Linked DNA regions of Rattus norvegicus: region 1 is linked to region 2. The links are chromatin contacts, called in public Hi-C maps. All regions are on one chromosome and are shown on one strand. Each heading gives the region's core, a stretch centred on a gene start, on an enhancer-like site or on the middle of the called end of the contact. The rest is flanking DNA. Distances are from core to core; before and after follow the strand shown. Region 1 holds the start of LOC134480933 (WAS/WASL-interacting protein family member 1-like). Region 2 overlaps Heg1 (heart development protein with EGF-like domains 1).

Evidence for each region. Hi-C and Micro-C count contacts between places; a contact is called where the count stands out from the background.
Region 1: a Hi-C map of frontal cortex shows a contact between it and region 2, with 1.9 times the contacts expected there. The contact joins the promoter of LOC134480933 here to the enhancer-like site in region 2. A contact is called at or near these places in 3 of 12 Hi-C or Micro-C datasets (Schwann cells, frontal cortex and kidney).

What each region holds. Positions count from the first base shown.
Region 1 is chr11:80,886,605-80,893,682 of GRCr8, forward strand. It overlaps LOC134480933 (WAS/WASL-interacting protein family member 1-like), which reads left to right and starts at 1,518. Exons shown (of 3, transcript XM_063270831.1): 1 at 1,518-1,633; 2 at 3,703-5,773. The coding sequence starts at 1,518. The coding sequence ends at 4,531. It overlaps Zfp148 (zinc finger protein 148), which reads right to left and starts at 4,273. Exons shown (of 9, transcript NM_031615.2): 1 at 4,063-4,273.
Region 2 is chr11:80,544,550-80,551,828 of GRCr8, forward strand. It overlaps Heg1 (heart development protein with EGF-like domains 1), which reads right to left. Exons shown (of 18, transcript NM_001427854.1): 10 at 4,541-4,644; 11 at 1,490-1,548; 12 at 1,064-1,224. Among named protein-coding and RNA genes, the nearest start is that of Heg1, 52 kb to the right of the region's middle. Within about 2 kb of position 3,517, at least 34 of the 93 cell types and tissues checked have an H3K27ac peak or open chromatin away from gene starts, as enhancers often do.

The DNA of each region.
Region 1 (7,078 bases), core at 268-2,767, 340 kb after region 2:
GACCTGAGTTCAATCCCTGGAACCTACATAAAGGTTGAGGAGAAAAACTAACTCCTCAAGTTCTCCTCTGACCTCCACACACAGTCACCTTGCTGCACATGTGCCCACAAACATGCAATAATTTAAAAATAAATTTTTATATCAAGGCACATCGTTTGAAATTGTAAGCCATCTAATACACAAAAATAACTGAAGATCAGAGTAGAGGATGAAAAACAAAAAACATCAATGACAGTCACCATTTCACTCAGGGAACGCTGGCTTCTGTAGTCATGATCCAAACTGATGATGTAATCTTGGTAAAGAGAGAAATGATAGAGCAGAACATGGTGGCATACTTCCATAAACCAAGGAAACAGAAATGATAAACACCTACGAACTACTTGGGGGAGCCAGAGAAAAACATGAACTACAAAAAAAAAAAAAAAAAAAAAAATCAATGCTTACAACTAGCAACCTGTGACAGGACAAATGTGGGGGAGGACATAAGATAAGGCAGCAGAGGGATCAGTATGACCACAGCGACTACATACGTGTATGAAAATGCCATGCAGTAACCCGTTATTTTATATGAAGTGTGGTTTGGGGTTTTTTTCATAACACAAGGTTTCTCTCTGTAGAGCCCTGGTTTAGCCTTGACTGTCCCAGAACTAACTCAGCAAACCATGCTGGCATGGAACTCACAGAGATCTGCCTGCCTCTGCCTCCCAAATGCTAGGACAAAAGGTGCACTCACCATACCCTGCTATGTGTTTATTTGCTTAAGGTGGAAGGTGAGAATATGATTAAGGAAAAATTGTGGGCTGGAGTTGTAGCTCAGTTGGTAGCGCTTACCCAGCATGCAAAAAAAGTCTTGGGTTCAGCCAAGCCTTTAATCCCAGCACTTGTTCCAGGCCAGTCTGATCTACAGAGTGAGATCCAGAACAGGCAGCATTACACAGAGAAACCCTGTTTTAAAAAAGAAAAGTAAGTCGCAGGCTCAGTTCCTGGTACTGCAGAAACTAGATGTGGAACTCACACCTGTAATGCCAGAAATCAAAGAGGCAAAGGGTTCAGAAGGTCAAGGTCATCTTTCCTACATACCCAGGCCAGCCTGGGTGACAGAAACCTCTGTCTCAGAACCTCAACAAAAAAGTACACTGGCACGGTGGTGCAGGCCTTTATCTTAGCACCTGGAAGGCAGAGGCAGGTGGATCTCTGCTGAGTTTAAGGCCAGCCTGGTCTACAAAGCCAGTTCCATATCAGCCAGAGTTACGCAATGAGACCCTGTCTCAGAACTGGGAGAGTGGGGGGGACGGCTGGGGGGAGAAGCTTGGGGGCACAGCAGGCAGCTGTCTTAGTCACAAAACTGCAATGAACAGGGGACGATTTTCATTGTTATTCCCCTCAGAACAGTTTTGTAAATTACATACATATTCATATTATTTGCATAAGAAAAGCAACATACTGTATTTGGTGCACAGTAGTAAAAGAAACATAATACTAGTGCAGCAGGGGAAAACTGAGCCACAAATACCATGACGACAGTAAAAGCCGGTGCATCATATCAAGTAAATATGACCAAAGAAGCAGATAATAAAAGTGCTTCCTGCCCTTCCAAGGGACCCAAGTTCAGTTTCCAGCACCCACATCAGTAAGTTCAAAACTGCCCCCCCCCCCCCCGCTCCAGGGGATCCAACATTCTCTTCTAATCTCCTTGGGTACCCTCACATTTGCAGCATATATTCACACAGACAAATACATATGCATAAATAAAAATAAAATCTTTAAAAGTGAGAGATCTAAATGCACTCACAGGAAAATTTCCAAGTTCTTTTTAAAAAATAAAAATTCCGGGGCTGGAGAGATGGCTCAGTGGTTAAGAGCCCCCCCGACTGCTCTTCCAGAGGTCATGAGTTCAATTCCCAGCAACCACATGGTGGCTCACAACCATCTGTAAAGAGATCCGATGCCCTCTTCTGGTGTGTCTGAAGACAGCTACAGTGTACTTACATATAATAAATAAATAAATCTTTAAAAAAAAAATAAAAATTCGTTATTTCTCTAAGAAAAATTACAATGAAAGCAATCTTCCCACCTTAAGTATTAAGTGCTATCTCGGCTAAAGGAATGAAATCCTCGCTAAAGGACTGAATGGTACCTGAGTTTCCCTTCCTCTCCCACATGTCCCACCATTTCCCCATTATCCTCTTTCCCTTCAACTTCCTTAAAAAAGAAGTCACATTCATCATACTCATCTTCTCTTCAGTTGAAGTGATATCACAACATATTATGTAATTTCTCTTAATAACAAAAGGTGAATACTACCCAAATAGAACTTAAGACATTGTTCTAGTTCAACAGTGACACAAGCCTTTAAGGAGGTTGAGGATCTCTGAGTTCAAGGCCAGCCTAGTATACAACAGCAAGTTCCAGAACAGCCAAAACTACACAGAAAAACCCTGTCTCGAAAAAAAAAAAAAAAGAAAAAGAAAAACAAAACAAAACACTGTCCTCACCCAGTGTTCCTTCTTGAAAAAATACGGTCTACTGACATTCAGTAAATGCAAGAGAAGAACTTGGGTTTCCTAACATAGGCACTGTCGCTCCTCATCAGACCTACTCATTCTGTCCCTTCAGGTTTCCTTGGCACCATGATAACCACTCCAGACCTCCTTATAAGCTAAGATCAACACAGATGTTCTAGATCCTCTATGCCCACATTTTGCTTGCTGATGTTATTTTCTTTAATAACATCATGCCTCCTTGATAGAGTACATCCGGAATCGTGAATGGAAAAGGATCTCCCGCCAACCCGAAGTACAGAACCAATTCAACTAGACTTCGTTGGGCCACAAATGGAGCCTCCAAAGACCAGAGTATAATGCACCAACTATCGACACGGACAACTATAATCTTGTGTCCTGCAACCTAGGCTGAAATACGGCACCAGCTGTTCTGGAACCATATAAGCTAAGCAGTGGAAAAGAAAACCACCAGGCCAAGTTAATTCCTATTCCAGTATCTGCCACCCTCCGGTAACCGACAATACTCCAAATCTGCTAAAATTCTCAACTCCGTGGCCTCAAGAATCCCCATAGGCTAGGCGGTTTCTCAAGGTCTCTTTCAAAGATTTTTCAGTTCACTAGTGCGGCACTAAAATGTCTCAAACCAATCTACACGCTAAGTGACTAATTCTCAATGACCCCAACCAAGCTGGGACCCATACTTACCGGATGTCATCTACTGAAGAGCCCAAACAGGTTCCGAACTAGGCCACTCTGGCCCATCTGGAATAACTCTTTAGACCTTGGGCCAGCATTTGATAATTATGCTACATCTGTCTATTCTATTATGCATTCCCTGCATCTTCTCCAATATTTAGCAATCCTCTGGCTTCAAACGCTCTCCCTTCTATCCGTAGAAACTACTCTAGCCTTCTTCCCTTGCCTTGGAAACGCTTCGGTTCTTTCCATAATGAAACACCTAACATATCTGCACAATGAACACCCCCAGAATCCTCAAGACTGCTCCACAACCACCCCCGGCATTCCTCCACCTATCCGGCATCTTCCCTCCGGCCCCTTTCTCCCCTTTCGCACTCCCACTATGCTTCCTGCAAGCAATCCCCTTTCACCAGCCCCTGCCCTTCCCTGCAGCCAAAGAGCACACCGAGGCAGCAGCGGCGACCGAGGCCTGCGGTGCATAATGCACTGCACCAAGACGGCGGAGAGCCCTGGGGTCTGGCCGGCCTGCTCGCCCACAGCCTGGCACCCGGAGGCCTCCCCGCGTGCATCCCACCTCCTTCCTACCCGACACCAGCCGCAGGCCTCGGAAGCCGCCCGCTCGCCTCCGCCGCCCCCGTCATTCTCCGTTCTCCAAGCCCCGACCCACCATCCTCGCGTCCCCCAGCCCCGCGTTCCCGCGGCCTGCGCCCGCCGCCTCCCGGGCCGCCCCCGGCTGGCCCGCCGCTCCTCCGGGTCAGGCCGTCGCCGCCGCGCTCTCTCCCCCCGACCCCCCCGCGCGCCGCCCCCTCCCCTCCCCCGCCCTCCCGGGCCCCGGCCTGCCAGGCCGAGCGTTTACCGCGGGCTGGCGCCGAGGCGCGCGGTCACTGACTGCAGACGGCCGCAGCTCCGACCTTCCCACGGGCCCGGCGAGGAGGGCGAGGGGGAGGGGAGAGAACTTTTGCTGTGGCAGCTCCGGCGACAGCTCCCACCCCTGCGCCTTTCTCCTCTTCCTCCCCCTCCTCCTCCTCCTCTTCCTCCTTCTCTTCCTCCTCCCAGAGCAGTCGAGAGGCAGACATGGCGCGGCTAGAGCGTCGCCGCGGTCGCCGCCGCTGCCGGCGCGGTGCATTATGGGAAGCCTCGCACACAGGAAGCGCTCCGGGCTGCCCGCCCTCGCCTGGCGGGGAGAGGTGGCTGCGAGACCTAGCGTGGCTTTGATTCCGGCGCCTGCGTGTCAGCAGTGCAGCGTGGCCCGGGAAGCTGGCCCCGCACTGAGGGTCCCCCTGATGGGCCTGAAAGGAAAATGCTTTGAAATAGATCAGATCTGAGAAAGCTACTGGGAGGGACGTCCTCCCCTTGAGGTTGGGTGCTTGCCTGGCACCCTGAGAAGTGAAAAATGGGGATTAATAGCGGTCCGGACCCCGGGAAGTGGAAGAGGCTGGAACGTAGATGAAGGGTTTAGCCAGGATTTCTTGGATCTTTCCTTTATTCTCTTACCTAGCCTCTCCTCTTTTTCCGAAAGATGCAACCCTGCACCCTTGAAACTAAAACTGCGATGCTGGATGTGGGCACCGAGAAAAAGCAAGAGAACCCAGTCAGAACTTCGTTGGGCCCAACCCTTGGTCTGCATGTCTGCAAAGAAGTCATTTAACTAACACCAAGACCCTGAGTTGCCTATACGAAGGGAGGGCTTACAGTTACTGACCTTTGTACACACGCACTAGTACAAGGTTAGCTAGGTAACCTAATGTATTCAGTGAACGTCGAACGGTTATCGGGAACTTAATGAGAGATGGAGCACCTTCGTTATGATTTCATAACAACCTCAAGGCTTTATTTAGCACCTCTCTGCAATACTTAAACATAACCTTTCAGGTGAGAAGGAAAGGAATGAAAATATCTACATAACCATTTCTGGAATTCTCTCCTTGTCCACACCCACCTCCCAAACCTTGAATGTTCATTTGAATGGTGCTTTTTGGCAAAACTTCAAACTCCCGCATTATGCACTTGTGATGACACTGAATTAGATTACTGTCTGCAAGGTTAATATTCCCTCAGGCATTAACCTTACTAAACCATGATGCTGCTTGAAGTAGCTAAGGCTCAGAAGTTCAGCTGAATTCAAACACAGTCAACTAAGAAAGGAGCCCGACAGCTTCACAATAAACTCTCCAAGAGCTTTCTCCACTAAGAAAAATAGAAATTTCAATGACAGTGCATATTGTGGATGCTAATTGTAACAAAACAGTGGTATAAGCTAGAGCAAGGGACAGTTATCTGGAGGACAGCTTTCTGGCAACTTCTAGCAACTGCGATGATATCAAATTCAGATATATTAAAAGACGAAACAAAACACTCTGGCAGCAAAGAAACTAACTTCAGGTTTAATCTGTGGAGAAGCTAAGAACTAGAAAGAACTGAAAGCCAAGGGTTACGCCCAATGGACTAAGATGAGTAGGGTTCACTAGGAATAGATCTCTCTGTTTCTGAACATAATTAAGAGACAATGAAGAAACAACCATCTAAAATGGGCAGAGTGAGGAAGACTATAGACCATGACTTCAAAGGTAAGGGTGATTGAAGGCTCTTGATAAACCTTAAATACTTCCTGGTTCATTTTTTTATCCATATTGCTGTTTGTTTTCCTTCCCAATGTCAGTCTTAGCCATCCAGCTTGCTTCCTCTCTATCTTAATTTCTTCTTCAGCCACTCCCCCACTTTAAAACAGTTAAGGACAGGTAGCCGAGAGGTAGTGATACACACCTCCAATCTCAGGATGAAGAGGCCGGCGGATCTCTGAGTTCAAGTCCAGCCTGGTCTACACAGCAAGTTCCAGGACAACCAGATGACTGAGGTGGCTCAGCATTTCAGAGCACTTACTGCTCCTTCAGAGGGCCGAAGTTTCCAGAGCACCTACACACACACACACACACACACACACACACACACACACACACACAGCAGATAAGAACACGTAAGCACGCAGCGTGGATAAAAATAACTCTTTTTTTAGAAAAAGGATCAGCACTTGCTTCACAAGACTAGCAACCTGGGCTCCACTCTCACTAAAGGTAGATAGAACCAATTCCACAAAGTTGCCCTCTTAACTTCCACATGGCCACCCGTAATATTAAACTTTAAAAATGGCTGTAGACTCGAAGTTACAAACACAGGGCAAACCTTCTCCTTTATCTCTTTACCCATCTTCTTCCAATGGTGTGACATAAAACTATAGAGAGGCATCAACACCAGCAAATTGACAGGAGCTCGTAACAAAACATCCACAGAACTGTATGGTCAGTATCTGTGACCTTTCAACCCGTGTGCATCCTCATGTGTGTTTAGAGTTTATCCCGTGTAGGAGAACAAGTCTGTTCCCACAGTGAGGTCAGAACCACTCCTTACACCCGCTGGTGGTGCACATCTTTAGTCCCAGCATTTAGCAGGCAAAGGCAGGTAGACAAACATGAGTCTGGTCTACAAAGCAAGTTCTAGGATAGCCAGGGTTACATAGAGAAACCCTGTATTGAAACAACACCCCCCCCAAAGCATTCACTCTTTGATCACATGCCCCCCTCATGGCACCTGTTGGGTTTGTATCTGAATACTCTCCAGCAGCCTATGTGTTGATTTAGTACTTGGTGCAATAGTGTTCAGAGGTGGGGCCCACAAGGACTTGCTAAAATAGCACGGTTTAGCATATCACTGAGAAATAGAATCTTTAGGAAGCAACCCTAGTTGGACAAAACGGGCTATGTGCCCTTGAAGTGTGCATTTTATCCCTGGATATGGCCTTCTTCTCCCTTCCTTAGACACCATGAGCTATAATGTGATGTGATGTGTGTGTGACCTTTCTCCTAGCAGTACTAGGA
Region 2 (7,279 bases), core at 2,267-4,766:
CCTTGGCAAGAGAAACAAAACCAGAGATACAACCAGAGAGCCTTGACGTTTCTAGCACTCTAGAACAGGGCATGAACTTTGAAACAAGATACTCCAACTCTGTCATGTTTGGTCCATTTCCCCCCCAGTTAACTAAGTAGCCAGCCCCCAGAGCCTATCTCATGGTGAAAAGATAAGTGTCAGCTCCCGAACTCTGCAGTGCACTTGTTCACACAAGGAAAGCTCTGGACCAGCAGTTCCAACATCCTGACCCACCGGGAATGGCCGAGACCAACCAGCGGGTATGGTACCAAAACCTGATACCTTCAATTTATGTCTAACATCTGGATGCCAGATGAGGAGGTTTAGCCTAAGCCCTCAGTCAGTGGTACAATGAGCTAACCAGAGTACATTTTGATCACCAAGAGGGACAAGCCCGCTATGCCTAGGGACACTTCTCATTCCAGCAAGTTTTCCTCTCTCAGCTATAAAGCTATCCCTGAAAGATAGCAGGCATGTCTTCCAGACGAGTACTGAATCACCTTCCTCACTGACCTTACCCTAACGCAGGGCAAGAGCCTCTGAGCAAACAAGAACCAGGGAAGGGAGAGTCCCATCATGCACTCCTGGGAGCATCCTGCCTCGCACCATCTCAGTCATTCCATGCTTTTATGATAGAAGACAAACGAAAGAGAGGTAATATTGCATGTTCTTTGTCTTTTCTTAGTCATCACTATATAAAGATTGTTGGATCATTGTCAACCTTACAGACTCTATATGCCACTTTGTGTCTCCCCAGGAAATAGGAGTAACAACTTTTTTGTTCCATCAGCTCCTGTAACTTCTTCCCCTCACCCTGACACTGTATAGAAGAAACAGACGGAGTCGGATGTCGAGGAGCGAGGCTCTAAAAGCCATGTGCAGGCAGATGTGTGCATCTGAGTGTCGTGAAGGGTTGTGCTTAGACATCCTAAAGACAGGCTCTGTGAAGGAGCTTCCCTGGGCCTGAGCCCCAAATGCCTCCCATCTCTAAGTCTATGCCTGCTTGCAAGGGCAGGTTCCCCCCTAGAGACTCTCTCCTTACCTCGAAAGACCCGCTTCTGAGACCCCAAGAGCTGGCAGACTTCAGCAGAGGACCTGCAGGAGTTGACGTATTTCTGGATCCTGTCAGCCAGGTCAAACAGCGTCACATTGGAGGCCAGGACAAAGGTGGTTTGTAGTGAGATGACCACTGTACTGGGCTCTCTGTGGGCAAAGTAAGCAAGGTCTTAACTGACTTGAAATGGCATGTGGGTCCCAGGCAGTCTGCAAAATAGATTTTACTGCCATTCTCCTTGGAAAGAATAGGAGAACAGAAAGGCCCAGTGACTGTGGCCTTGGGTTACCCCGTATATTAGCTGTAAAACAGAGACTGGCTTTATTTTGATCACCCATTTGGGGACAGCACCACTCCTCCCTCACTCCCCATTCCATAGACCAGTTCATAAACCAAAGGAAGTCTGTTTCTCACCTAGACGCCCCGACTGTAGTTCGGATATAACCAGGCAATGTTGAAAAACATACGTTCAACTGAAATGAAGAACCGGGTTGTCAGACAAAAATCCTTGAGCCAAGAAACATTTTCCTATTTTCAGGATAAAAATAGGTAGTTTCTGTAGCCATCAAGCTACCAGCAGGCAGCTTTACCGAAAGCAGTGTGGCCTTTGTCTCCACTCCCCGCAACCAGTACCCCACAATATCTTTCTGTTGTTCCCCAGGAAATCTCAGCAAGAAATGTTTAGTACAGCGTCCTTGAAAACAAAACATCTTCAAAGGAGAAGATCCCTTCTAAGACCCAAGGTTTCATAAAAAAAACAAAAAACAAAACAAAACAAACAAACAAACAAAGAAAACCCTAGGCACTGTTTACTTGGACTCTGACTAGTGAACAAGTTAGCGGAGAAAGCTCAGCCCCCAGCTCTGATGGGCCCTACAGGCTCCTCACAATCTCCAATGAGTTGACCGGACTCAAAGGTCTTCCTCAAAAGGACTCTGTGGGAAATCACATGACGGGGGTCAAGAGCTCTTTTGTTGGGAACAAATTAGAGCGACATGCCCCATGTTTGCCTCTGAGCAGCACAAAGCGTTCTGTCTGCCTCCTTAACAGCGAACTCCCTTTTCTGGAGCAGAGGACCTCAATATCTCATCCCAGGTAGATCCACCTGCCTTCACAGCCCTCTGATTTGGGAAGATGGAGACAGGTATGGAATACTGCCAAATGGTTTGTGGGTTTGAATGTCATATTACACTGTGTGTGTGTGTGTGTGTGTGTGTGTGTGTGTGTGTGTGTGTGTATCCTATAGCAATGACTTACTATGATCTCTAGGTATAAACAGAATGTCATCTTAAGAAAGCCCATGCTGATGCTTCCTCTGATGGCATTTAATTCTTCACTGTTAGTTGGGGTCCAGTGTGTCAGGGCCCAGTGTATCCTATGATGATACTTGGCCAAACAAAGAAACAAACCAACCAAGCTAGGCAAATTGCTTAGCCCAGTGTAACACAAAGGACTACACTTTTGCACAGGGCTCTAAAGCCCTACGGGTATGTTAGAAGAAAGTATCCACCACCTACAGAATAACCAGGAAGCAGAAAGTATCCACCTACAGAATAACCAGGAAGCAGAAAGTATCCACCTACAGAATAACCAGGAAGCAGAAAGTATCCACCTACAGAATAACCAGGAAGCAGAAAGTATCCACCTACAGAATAACCAGGAAGCAGAAAGTATCCACCTACAGAATAACCAGGAAGCAGAAAGTATCCACCTACAGAATAACCAGGAAGCAGAAAGTATCCACCTACAGAATAACCAGGAAGCAGAAAGTATCCACCTACAGAATAACCAGGAAGCAGAAAGTATCCACCTACAGAATAACCAGGAAGCAGAAAGTATCCACCTACAGAATAACCAGGAAGCAGAAAGTATCCACCTACAGAATAACCAGGAGGAACAATGACTCTACTTTTGGCTAGAGACCCCATGCCTCTGCTCTTGAAAGGCAATGTCTAAGCTATTATTCAGAGTGTCCTGCTTGACAAGAAAAATTTTGTTGAGCTTGGAGACCTGGATAGTGCCAGAGTAATTGGCATAGCCCTTGTCATTAGCCATGCGATCTCAACATTAGTGTGGACAACAGAGGGAACTCTGGGTAATATGACATCATCTTGGCCTCTAGAGGTCTAGGGACTGAAGTCAGTCATATGGGCTAGTCAACCATGTCTATATGGGGACATCCAAATAAATGCTTCAGACCTCAAGGCTCAGGTAAGCATGATGGTTGGCAGGACTCCATGTAGTTACACACTGTTGCCAAGAGGTAGCAACAATGTCAGTAATACCACAGGGACAGCAATTAGAAGCTCTGCATTTGGAACCCCCAGACTCTGGCTCATGCATTGCTTCCCTTAGCTAATTTTAACTTACGACTTGTCAGAGCAATGGACTGCATCTGTGAAGATAATGGCCTCCAATACGTTCTGTGGGTCCTCCTAGTAAATTATTGAAATGTAGAGTGCTCTTGGAAACCTCCAGACTTGCAGTTAGTGTAACGTCAGTGATCTAGGAGACTGCTTTCAACACTGCTTGTGCTTGGTGTGGACTCAGACAACACCATCAGCTTCCAGAGCCTTCCTGTTTTCCATATGCACATGTGTCACCCACCCTCTTACAGGACTGAGCCTCTGGCATAGTCCCTGTCATAGATTAAATGCTCGATAGACATGGAAATGAAATTAAAATACAAATAAAATCCACAGTCTTATAAGAACACTTAATTCCTGGCTAATATACGAACTCTAATTCAATGTAGTGGCTAATATATGAACAGTAATTCAATGTAATCTAATTCAATTTCATCTCTAATTTAGTGTAATGGCAAATTTCAGTTCCCAAACACCAAATCTTTGACTTGGTCAGCAGTTGAGAACAAGATGTATTGTCTGGGTTTCGTTTCCGTTTCTTTCTATCCGTCCTTCTTTCCTACTATAAAAGCAAAGGGGGAAAAAGAGCAGCATCCAAGGCTTCCAGATAATTTACATTGTGAGCGCCCAAGCCCAGCTCCAAGCCTAATTGGAATTAGGATCAGGCTGCTGGCATCCTTTGAGGAGAGAGTGGCCTTTCTCCAAGCTCTGAGAACACAAGGAGGTCACGCCAGGTATCATAGCAGATGGGACACTATGCCTTTCTGGTCTCTCCTCCTCACCCGCAGCTCACACAGGCACAGGGCGCTGCCATGCCTGTTGACTCTGTGTTTGCACAGGAAAACGAAAGCCTGGCAGATGGGAACCACTCATGAAGATGTGCCTGAAGCAGCACTCTTCAGATCCTGACACTTTTCTTCGATTTCCAATTTTTTACTTCACCTTAAACTTTCCCTGTGAATACGGAAGTAAGTCTGGGGGGTATGGGTGACCCTAAGGAGTATGCACTTCTGAATGAGATGGTCTAGCAAGCAGAGGATTAGCGTTGCAGAAACTTTAGTTAGGATTAGTTTAGAGGATTAGTTGTTCAGAAACTTACTGTTTGAGCGAGCTCCTTTTCAAGTTCGTGAGTGCTGGAATGGTTTTCTGCAGTAGTATTGAGAAAAGTCTTCTTTAACTTAAACTCGGTCACGAAGGTTCTAACTGAAGAGGAAAACATGGACCATTAAGCCACACAACAGAGACCAGTGTAAAGGTACGCGTCTGTAAATCTCTGGGACAGACAACCTTATTCCCCAACAGGACAATGTGTGTGTGCTTCTTGAGGGTAAATATACTCCTTCCTCTTTAAGGCGACCAAAGGGTGACGAACATTTACAGTAGGTTTAGACTCCAAGGTGCTAAGATTCCATTATTATCAGCCACGTAAAGGAAACAGCCCATGTCAGAAACACTGCTGGGTCCAGAAAGGGGGAGAAGCCTCCCTAATTTTAAGGCTCGTTTTTAGAGCTGGATCTTATCCCTCATCATATTAAATTATATTTATCAATTACTACTTACCATTATATCAACTTATCATATTAAGTTACATCTTATCATTATCTTAAATTCATATCTTTTCCTCTACACAGAAGAAAAATGACCTGAGACCCAGGGGCTGAGGCCCTCCTAACACAAAAAGCTTGCATGCTGTATGAAGAGGAAGGCTAGCAAGTGAGCCAGGGAAAACATTTCAGAGTTAACTGACTAAAGCCTCTAGTTCTTATTTAACACCCTTCTGCTTGTTCCACAGTTCAGTGCAGCCAGCTGCTCAGGACTCTTTCTGAACAGCAGGCAGCTCTTTGAAAACACTCTGGGCCAAGGGAAAGCATTTCAGCCACGCTCTAATTTGCATGCCTCTCTGCAAACAATGAAGCCAAATGACTTGAAAAGAGAAAGGCGTTGAACTGCTTTCCTCCCATCTGTGCACTCTGCATACAAGTCACCTGACCTGCTCGCTTCACTTCTCACATGCCCAGGTTCAAATCCAGACTCTCCCGTCAGGAAAGAACCCAGGGGTAAGGGTTAGGCACACAGAAGTTTTCTGCCTGTGCCTTCTGTTTTTAGCATGAGCAATATCATCTGTCCTCTCCCAAACCCTGTCTTCTTTCCTGGAAGGGATCTGCCTAAGGCATTTATACCTCTGTGACGATGAGGCCGTGGCTTGACTTAAGTTCCTGCTTATTGTAAAAACAGGGACTTTCAGCCTATGCTTTGCCCTGGGTGACTCCATTTTACAAGCAGCATTTAACTCTATTTCATGCTGTGGATAAAGACACTCCCTTCCTGCCCAGCATGGGGCACGGACTGCTAAATATCTTGTTGCAAAGATGTATCAATTAGATTGGATCTGTATGGGTGTAGGGGCTTACTAAAATAAAACTCTTATTGGAAAGGGAGGCCCTAAGAGCTTATGAAATACACCTCGGAAGGGTGCAGCAGCTACTCCTGTAACCCATAAAGGGGAGGACTTCTTACACTCCTATGGCAACGGCCCTAGCAACCTGGCATCTGAACACCCAGTATGCACAGGGACTATAAGACTATAGGACTTCAGCTCGGCTCAGTCTCCACTCTTGACGTGGCATTCTCTGTCCTCTGTCCATCTGGTCCCTGTTCTGTGTAAGACCTCACCCCTGTGGTCTACATCGGCCTGTGCTTCATAGTCCTGAGCCTCTTCAGCTGCTCTGACAAGAATAGTCTTAGCTTAAGCCTGCACTCCCATAGCAGCTTGGTCCTCCTCTAACCCCTAAAGTGACTGATTCTCTCCTCCTCTTCCCCCCCCCCCCCCCCCCCCCCCGGAGCTGGGGACCGAACCCAGGGCCTTGCGGTTGCTAGGTTGCTAGGCAAGCGCTCTACCGCTGAGCTAAATCCCCAACCCCTCTCTCCTCCTCTTTATCAGTTCTCCTAAGGCTCCTTTAAACTTCTTGAACTTTGCTGTGGCCTCATTAACCCTTTGGTAGCTATTCTGTCACACACACACACCCCTTTACTGTGATGTGTAATGTGTGATCTGAGCTAATATTAGTAATCAAATCTGAAATAAACCTATGCTTTGCCAATGGCCAGCTATCAAGGGAGATCAGAATAATTTGGCAAATTACAGCAAATGAAATTGAAGTAGCTTGTGAACTTATTGTTATTCAATAAATTCTGACATTGCGGAGAGACACAGATGTGTCCCTGTTTTTAATACAGTTAGTGCATTCGAGACAACCTCCACAACTGCAGTTACGCCGTCCAGCTTTAAAACGGGTATTTTAAAAAATTACATTTATTTACTTTGGGCCTGCCTGCATGCATTTGCCGTGTGTTCACGGCCCAACGCACTCCTGAGTAATTCAGAGAACAGCTTGTTGGAACTGGTTTCCTTCTGCCTCGTGGGTCCCAGCAATCCGAATTCAGCTGGTCAGACTCAGCCTCGAGCACCTTTATCTGCTGGACCACCTTACTGGCCCAAGATAAGATTTTTATCTCGTTTAACCGCTGGTTTCACCACTGACCTCTCACAACTGCTCTGTATTGAGAGCAGTTTGTTTTTACAGCATCCAGTCTGGCGAACACTGCCTTCCATCTGGACAGCCCTTCACACTCAGAGCTTGCTCAAACAGATCGTTTTATTCGACATTCCCAAAACCTTGAGTGGGCAGGGGAGCATGCTGTAATCTGATTTAACAGATGGGGACACTGAGGCTCTGGCTACTCAGTGCAGGTGGTGGCTGGGAGCCTAAAGCCAGGCATTTGAAATCTGGCACACAGCTTTCCCTCGGCTTCCAAACACAAACAACGACGACGACGA